Linked DNA regions of Hordeum vulgare: region 1 is linked to region 2. The links are chromatin contacts, called in public Hi-C maps. All regions are on one chromosome and are shown on one strand. The core of a region is the stretch at or near the end of the contact, and the rest is flanking DNA. Distances in the headings are between cores, read along the strand shown.

Region 1 (4,096 bases), core at 990-3,489, 140 kb after region 2:
GGTTGATTAGCCAACTACCCTTATCAGCATCACTCCACGCCAAATTAAAATCACCACAAATCAAAATCCATCTTGAGTTAAGGATAAGAAACCATAAACAATGACTAAGTGCCAAATAAAACCATTAGATTTATTCTTAACAACAGCAACCACAACAAATTCTTTGTTGGAGAAGCCAACCACCTCATATAAATCTTGCTTAATACCAACTAGAATACCCCCAACAGTTTTTACAGCACGCAAGAAATGCTAGGTAAAAGCACAATGTCTATCAAGAGAATTAAGGAAACCCTCACACATGATTCTACATTGGTAACTTGAAATCAAATAAATTTATGATTAATTTTAGCAATGGTATCACAGAGGCACTGAACTTTACGAGGCTCACAAAGACCCCTAATATTCCAAATGAGACATCATATTAAGAGTTTAAAAGGGGTCAGACAATCCACTAGACTTAACCTTAGTGAGAACAATATGAGTCTTTCCTAACACATCAACATTACCTACTGGGTTAGGGGAAGAGGACCTAACTAGAGTTTTCGAGAAGTCATGAGCAACAATATCTATATTATCGGGTAAGACAATCTCAAGATTATTAGTGGAAAAATCCATGCATCTTTATTTTTCATCACCAACTAAATGAGAGGCAATTATATTTCTACTATCATCAACATCACCAATAAAAATATTGATCTTAGATGCTTGATGAATTAAAAATGCGTGTATGGAAAATGATTTATCTTTGAAAGTTGGTGGAACTTTTAGGTTTTGATTTCTCTTGTAGTCAACAACTTTCTCCATGATTTTAATGTTCCCATGGTTCCTACTGATAGGTTTGTGAGAAAGGACTCGTCCCCATTCAATTTTTTTAAGGTGGGTATATTTCTTATCAACCACTTGATCCATAGATTCAAAGAGATCTCTTGAGGGTGTTGGAACAACCAAATGAGGGAGAACCCCATCTCTTCATCGAGTGCACTATCATCATCCGATTCAACTATGTCAATAGATTTCAAGAGGTCATCACATATTTAACATTTTTTTCAAATGATTGGTCAACATTGTTTTGAGTGTTTTATGTAAAGTGTTTTTGAAATATATATTTATTATAATATTTGAAGGTATAAACAAAAAATTAAAATAAAACAAAACAAAAAGGTTGTGGTTCCCATGCCCCTAGCAGGCCCATGACGCTCTCGCCTTCAGGGAGGCTCCCCTACGCTTCTCTATAAGTGAAACATAGGGAAAATTCTATTCGGCGCTTAAGGCATTGGACATAGGCTAACTGGCTAACCAAACACACGATCATCCTTGGGCCGGCCCACGCATATCCGCTCTTCTTCCTCTCTATAGTAGAATACTTCAGAAAGACATGCGTTGGCCGAGCATCGAACCAGCGTCCTCTAGGAGAGGTACAAACCACGTTAAGCAACACGACGCTATACCTTTTGAGACTACTATACATCTTTTCTCTTTAAATATAATAAGACGAAAGAACGAGAGTTTCCTGTTTGTGGTTTATGTTCGGTTTTGTTTTGGCCGGTTTTTTTTCGATCCCCCATTTTAAAAAAAGTTACAAACATTTTTATAACCATTAACTTTTTTCTCTTCAAATTGGTGAACTTTTTTGGAATCCAATTCTTTTTTATTAAAACGATGAGTTTTTTAGCATGTGAACTTTTTTTCGAAACACATGAATTTTCCATCAAATTTGAAAAGTTTTATCAAACCCATGTTTTTTGTTTCAAAACCGTGAACATTTTTCCAAATAAATGATTATTTTTTTCAAATTTCATGAACTTTTTTCAAAACAAATGAACTTTTGCAAATCTGTCAACTTTTATTTAAAATTTGATAAACTCTTCTAAATTCAATGAACATTTTTCGACAATATATTAGCTTTTTAAAAAATTCATTAAACTTTTGTCAAAAATAATGAACTTTGTTCAAATTTGTAAAACAATACGTTTGACTCACCTTTTCAATTTCGTGATTTCTTTTCTAAAATGATGAACTTTTTTAAGTTTGTGAACTTTATCCAAATCTGTGAAAAAAATTAATTCATAAACGTTTTTGATTTTGTGCGATGTATTCCTTTTTGGGAAGTCAACCGTCGAATGAAATCGTTGGAAGGTGTGAGCCTGGCTAGCGATTCGCTTTTCTCGGGATGGTCCGGCCCATACATGCAGCCGCATGGGCGCTAGGAACCTAGCCGGTGCAGAATGCGCCGATTAGGAGGTCCCGGGACATAGGGGGCGCTCCTATGTGTCGCTTTTAGCGAGCACAGGGGTCAGGCCTCGATGGGCCGGCCAGCCGCGCGAGAGGCTACGACCTGTTTTGTTTCCTGTTTTTATTCTTTCTTTTTTCGTACTTTATTTTTTTACATATATAAACAAAAAGAACTTTTCAAATGTTGAACAACTATTGAAAAATGTTTAATTATTATTAAAAAATGTGAAACAACTAATAAAATATTGAACAAATATTATAAGAGGTTGAACGAGTATATAAAAAATGTTGAAAAAGTATGTAAAAAATGTTGAATAAGTATTTAGAAATGTTGCATAAGTATTAAGAAATGTTAAACAAGTAAAAAATATTGAACAAATATTTGGAAAATGTGGAGTATGTATTAAAACATTGAGAAAGTATTTAAATAACATTAAATAAGCGTTAGGACAATGTTAACCATGTATAGAAAAAATGTTGATCACTTATTAAAAGCGAAAACAAAACAAACATAAAAAAATGAACAAAAATGGAGTAGAAAAATGAAAACCAAACCAAAATTTGAGAAGAAAGAAGAAAACAAATAAAAATTGCAAAAGAGAATGGCAAAACTAATAAAAAACTAGAATTTTCCCCTCTAAGTAGGTCACGCCCCTTCATGTTATGACAAAATGGGAAGCTATCGGAGTGACTATCAATGTTGCCTACTATTACGAGAGCACGGGATCAACTCCCCGTGCTCATCACCTTTTATTCTCTTATTACTTCTGTTTTCAATATATGCTCATGGGCCGACGTTTGATCCTTCTTCAATCGCTTAATGCGATAAATAGGTCCCGCAAGACATAGGGGTGACTGTCGCAACATTCCTAAAAAACCAAGTGGGTTGTAGCATGCCTACAAAACAAGTGGGTCGCAACATCGGCAAAAGTCGAGTTAGTTTGACTCACGACGTATGATGACATACGGTACAGATTGCATCATGCACTCGAGCAGTTGAGCTAAAAAACTTGATTAGTTCACCTCAAACTCCTTCACCTCACCTCTTTCAGACCTCTACATCCCAGCCCCTCCCTCCTGCCTCGAGCGGCCTATGACCCCTACTTCTTCCCTATCTAGGACCCATTGCCGTCGCACCACATAAGAGGTGGACCAGATGCGGCTTCTTGTAGCGGGAGATGGGAGAGGATATAACACCGACAACGACCGACGTGGGCGGAGCAGGAGGAGGACCGAGGTCACGAGAGTACCGTCAGTGTTCTTGTACCGTGCGAGAAGAATAAAATAAAATCCCGCCTTCTTCCCCGGAGCAAGATTACTTTTTCATTTTCATGCACCGTACTAGGAGGCCAGGAATATAGGTATTTAAGTAAGTATTATTGGGATAAATCCCTCCACATGGAGTTGTGTTGGCAGCCCAACATCATCCCATAAGTCCAACACATGTTAGCCATTGATCCTCGCTGCATCCAACGGTTGAGAGCACTTCGAAGGGAAGTGAAGCAAGAAGAAAACCCTAGTCACTCCACCGCTTCTGGTGGTGGATGCCATCTGTGAGAGTGACAGAGTGCACACAATAGAAAACACAACCTATAAGTGAGAGAAAGAAGAAGTGAAGGTTGTGTCCAGATTTGTTGCTCGTGACTAGACAGTGTTCAATCTGGTGATTGGAGGCTCAAGTGTGCTTGGACCTTGGATCAACTCCAAACTTTGTGATCTCATTCCTTACTTTGACTACTTCGATCTGGTTGGATGGTTTGAGGATTGGGTCAGTGGAGCATCAAATTTGAGAGTGGTTTTGTCAACTTTGACTGCTGCAGTTTCAGAATAGAGTAGTTTGGGGAGACAAAACGTTCGGGTAGGC
Region 2 (4,376 bases), core at 1,257-3,756:
CCAGCCAAGTTCCAGAAAAATGAAACAAGTATTACTGCAGAAATAAGCAACATCAACACAAGTATGGCCGAACCTGTTCCAATTGCTTCAAAGACTCAACTGATTTTGCATCATCAGGAATTATGTTAACCTCTTTCATGGCACAAAGAGCTCCGGTGTGCCTGTATGTTGGTGTGACGGTATGTTCAAAATTTAGAGAAGCGATTACTAGTTTACTACAATAAAAATGAAATATAACATACCTATTGGTAGCTTCATATACACAGCCATATGTGCCACTGCCGATGAGCTTCCTTTTTTGCCACTGACCAGCCATTGAGGGCGTCTCAACTTTTGGAACTGATGGGTGACTAAAATTTGTTTGCTTTGGGCTCATTGAAACAGGAGGAAGAGGTAATGGGTGAAGATTGGGATTTGGATTGCCCTCAGAACGAGAAGTGTGGTTCTCTGGGAACAAGTTTGAACGCATTGGTGATGGAGGTGCACTTGGGTATCTTGATCTAAGAGCAGGACTTCTCAAAGGACTAGAGCGAGGAGATCGCTCCTGGCCACCCACAAATTTTTCAGGTGAGGTGGAAGGGGGTGAAGATCCTGATTGATCTGAAGACCATGGTGATGGTGCTGACAATATATTGCTACCTTGGATGGATATTGCAGCAGATGATAAGTCTACATTACTCAACCTTCGAGGACTCTGTACAGGACTTGAAAACCCGCTGCTCGGGGCACTTTTAGCAGGAATGTTCAACCTAAAGTTCAAGGTGTCACTTGGGCTATCCTGGAACTTCTCTTTATATGTCTTTCTCCGTTGGCCACAGGTGGCCCCATGTGTGCCAGCTGACCGTAAGTCATTGTGCTCGTGAATCTTTTGAACAGTTTGGGGCATAAATCTATCACCAGAGACATTGACAACATCAGAAACATGGTCAGATATGGAGTTAATCTGATCAGTGTGTCATGACATCAAAATTTTGTTTAACAATCACGTTCATGTTGAATCTTCTTTACTAGCAGCTTCATGGACCAAAACAAACTACACTTCACTGACTTTAGTACAGAAACAACCTCAGACACTCATCAGTTAAAATCACAATCTGAGCCAGCATTTTCTTTCATGTCAGGATCTAATAAAATCGCAAGTAGCTTAACCAATCATCATCAAGTGCAAATGTTATGGGATATCATAGCACCCAACAGCAAACTGTCTCAACTCGTTCTGGGGGTCCAAAAGCACAATAACTCTTCGTGACATATCATCCAAATTTTGCTAAGGTGGCATGATCTCCTAGTCATACCATAAGCTAAATAAGTTTGCAAGTAAGCCTAAAATCGTCTTAGTGGAATGCAACTACGCAGCAATGTGCATCTGAGGCCCTAATCCAAGCTAATTTGATATTGTCAACATGGTTAGAAGACTATAGCAAAGGCCACCAGCCCTGATTGCTCAATCCCTGGTCGTTTTTAGTGTTCACATAAAACTGCTCTCACCAACCTCAAAACAATCTGCCCTACAAAGTGGTCAAAATGCTAGTAGTGTGACAATTTTAGTGTATAGTGCCATCTGGCATGCCTTCTTATATGGCCATAGTGTTGGTAACCCTAAACTCATTCAGAAATCACTGCTGGTGACCTCACCCTAATCGCTTCATCAGTAGTAAAACAGAACTAACAAGGTTACCCCGTTTAACGGACTTGAATTGAAGAGCAAAGCAAGGAAGCTTGAAGCATCTAATAAACTGGGGTAGTAGAGAGAACAGAAAAAACGCATCACCACCTTGGAAACGTGGACGGCCTGTCGCCTCCAGTGTCTGCGACCCCCAGGAAGTCAGCCGATCCGTTGCAATCCCCGTCGAACATCCTCGGGGAGGGGAGCGGCCTCCCAGGCCCTCGGCAGGGCGAGTCATCCTGGTGGGGCAGCGGCAGAGGGTGGGGCAGCAGCATGGGCGTGGACGACGACCTGGCCGGCGCCGCCTCCATCATGTTACTCGGCGACCTCGAGATCGGCGTGGAGCTGGCGGTGGCGAGCCCGGACCAGACCGCGTCCCTCCTGGCGGGGTAGGAGGAGGAGGAGGGCGGGGCGGCGTGCGGGTCGTCGAGGCGGAGCGCGGAGGCCCCGACCTCGATGTCGTCGACATGGCGCAGGCGGCGCTGCCTGGTGAGGCGGGGCAGGTCGCCGGCGCCATCGTGGCGGGGGATGCGGGAGGTGGAGGCGCGGGCGGGGGAGGCGGGCGTGGAGGCGGAGGCGGAGGAAGGGCGGTGGGCGGAGCGCTTCCACCAGGGCATCGGGAAGGGGAGGGGAGGGGCTTATGGGGGGGCCGCGGACGAAACCCTAGTTAGTGGTGGCCACAGTGGTAATGGCGGGGTGGGGTGGAGGGAGGAGGGGATCGGTGGTGGCTGGAGACGACGACCCCCGCCATTTGGCCTTTGTTTTCTCCTTTCTCGAGAGGGAGGGGGGGAGGGAGGGACCGGGGGGGCAGCTGGTTTGTTGCCCTCTCTCTCTCTCTCTATCGCTCGCTCGCTGCTATTATTATTTTTCTTTTCTTTTTCCTCCACCCGGGTTTGGTCCGGGGCCACGCGGCTTGGGGAAGAAGTCCAGCGAGTCAATGCCTCCGGTTACACGTCGCACACTGCACGCGGCCTCTGCCTTCCTTCCCCCGTTCCGTTGCTTTTCCCCGCTTCTTCCCTCTGTTTACTCGCTTCCGTCTGGCCTCACGGTCTTTTCTTATTAGATAGAGTATAGATAAAATAATTTTCGAACGACCTTTTTTTCTTATGATGTGAATGAATGAATCAAGAACGCAGGCGTCTCATCACCTTGTTGACACGGCTAGATCGGGGGATGTCAATCGAGAGGATGCATTCACGGAGAAGTCTTCGGACGCTGGTTGGGTGACTTGACTTGGTCCTTGGAGGCCCAAACCCACCTCCAACAAATGATGTGTAGGTAGAAAAAGGTTATATATTTGCTTTTTGAAGATGTAAAATATGACATCTCAAAATGAAAATATACATCTTCGAATGCGCGAGATGTAAAACGGCCACGTGCACTGTTTTTTTCCTCGCCCCATCTTCTTCCTTCCTCTACACCCCCTGCACTATCGCCACCACCCAACACCAGCCACCGGACGCCGCAGACCGATTGATTTTTCGCCGCCCCGCGATTCGACCGTCGTCCGCCGCTTGATTCGTCTTCGTCGTCGTCTACGTCATCGTTGCAGCCTTTGTCGTCATCGCAGCCACCACCGCCCCATGAATCGTCCGTCATCGACGTTGCCAACAACCATCACACCGACGTACCGCCATCACCAAGCCACCACCCGTCGATGCCATGCCGCCGAAGAAGACCCCGGAGAGCAAGATGGTGTTCTTCGGCGTGCGGGCAAAGTCTTCCCACAACTTTGGGGCGGAATCCATTGACGCTGGCCGCCGCTTTTGGCTCGACATGTATTCCATCGTCGACAAGGGCATGACTGCCTACGACGTGGCAGTGTGGTGTGCGGGGAGCCTGAGGTCGGACCTCAACTTCCCGAAGATTGAGACCCAGGCGGATATGGAGTTCGTCGTGTGGGAGAGCATTCATGTTTTTTAACCGGGTTTTCCCCCTTTCCATTACTAGAACGGAAATACAAAGTCATACAACAACTAGGAAGAATAAGGTAGGGAAAGGAGCAAGCTCAAAGCACTGCTAAAAAACCACCGCGATTGCTCGCCATCGAAACAGACGCTATGGGACGAAAACTTAGACAACACGAAGAATTATAACTAGACCTATTACAAACATAGGCAACCAATAGTACAACAAAAGTACAAGCGACGCAGGATCTAAATCCAACAACAAGCAGTAAAATAGAAGATTCATTGTTTAACGGCCTCTCGGGCGACCAACCTCGGTCCTCTCCAACCAGAGGTGACCTCAATACTCCGCACCGATCTTCGTTGAGTTGTTGCACACTTTCATGAGCATCATGGTCCAATTGCGAATCATCTTGGCTCCAGCGTGAAGTCTTTCCACATCCTCGCCTTTGTGAAGCCATGCCTAGTATAAGAGAAACGAACATGTCGTGAACACTATCTCGAAGGAGATTGGATCAATTTATTTTTTTAAGTGCCTTTGTTCCGGGCCAGCCAGATAGCCCAGGTTACTGCTCCAAGAGCCATAATATAGAAACGTTCATCACGAGAAAGGAAAGTAAAGCACCACGAAAAGAATTGTCAGTAATTACTCGGACATAAATTTGCTCCAACGATCACTCCAATCGATCTCCAAACAACCCTGGCAACAGAACACTTGGAAAACGGATGACGTGAAGTGTCAACCTTTCTAAAAAAGAGCGGATTGGATTCCCATGCCAACGATGCCTTTTCATCGCCTCTCT

The links. A called contact is a pair of places that touch in the nucleus more often than the background predicts.
Region 1: a contact with region 2 is called in a Hi-C map of leaf, with 2.0 times the contacts expected there. The contact joins the enhancer-like site here to the promoter of LOC123452373 in region 2. A contact is called at or near these places in 2 of 6 Hi-C or Micro-C datasets (leaf and seedling).

Annotation. Positions count from the first base shown.
Region 1 is chr5H:532,495,597-532,499,692 of MorexV3_pseudomolecules_assembly, forward strand. No RefSeq gene overlaps it. Among protein-coding and RNA genes, the nearest start is that of LOC123452375, 16 kb to the left of the region's middle. Within about 2 kb of position 2,240, at least 3 of the 3 cell types and tissues checked have open chromatin away from gene starts, as enhancers often do. A contact at or near this core is called in leaf and seedling, where this site is marked.
Region 2 is chr5H:532,357,382-532,361,757 of MorexV3_pseudomolecules_assembly, forward strand. It overlaps LOC123452373 (mitogen-activated protein kinase kinase kinase 5-like), which reads right to left and starts at 2,507. Exons shown (of 11, transcript XM_045129022.1): 1 at 1,775-2,507; 2 at 243-890; 3 at 74-161. The coding sequence starts at 2,283.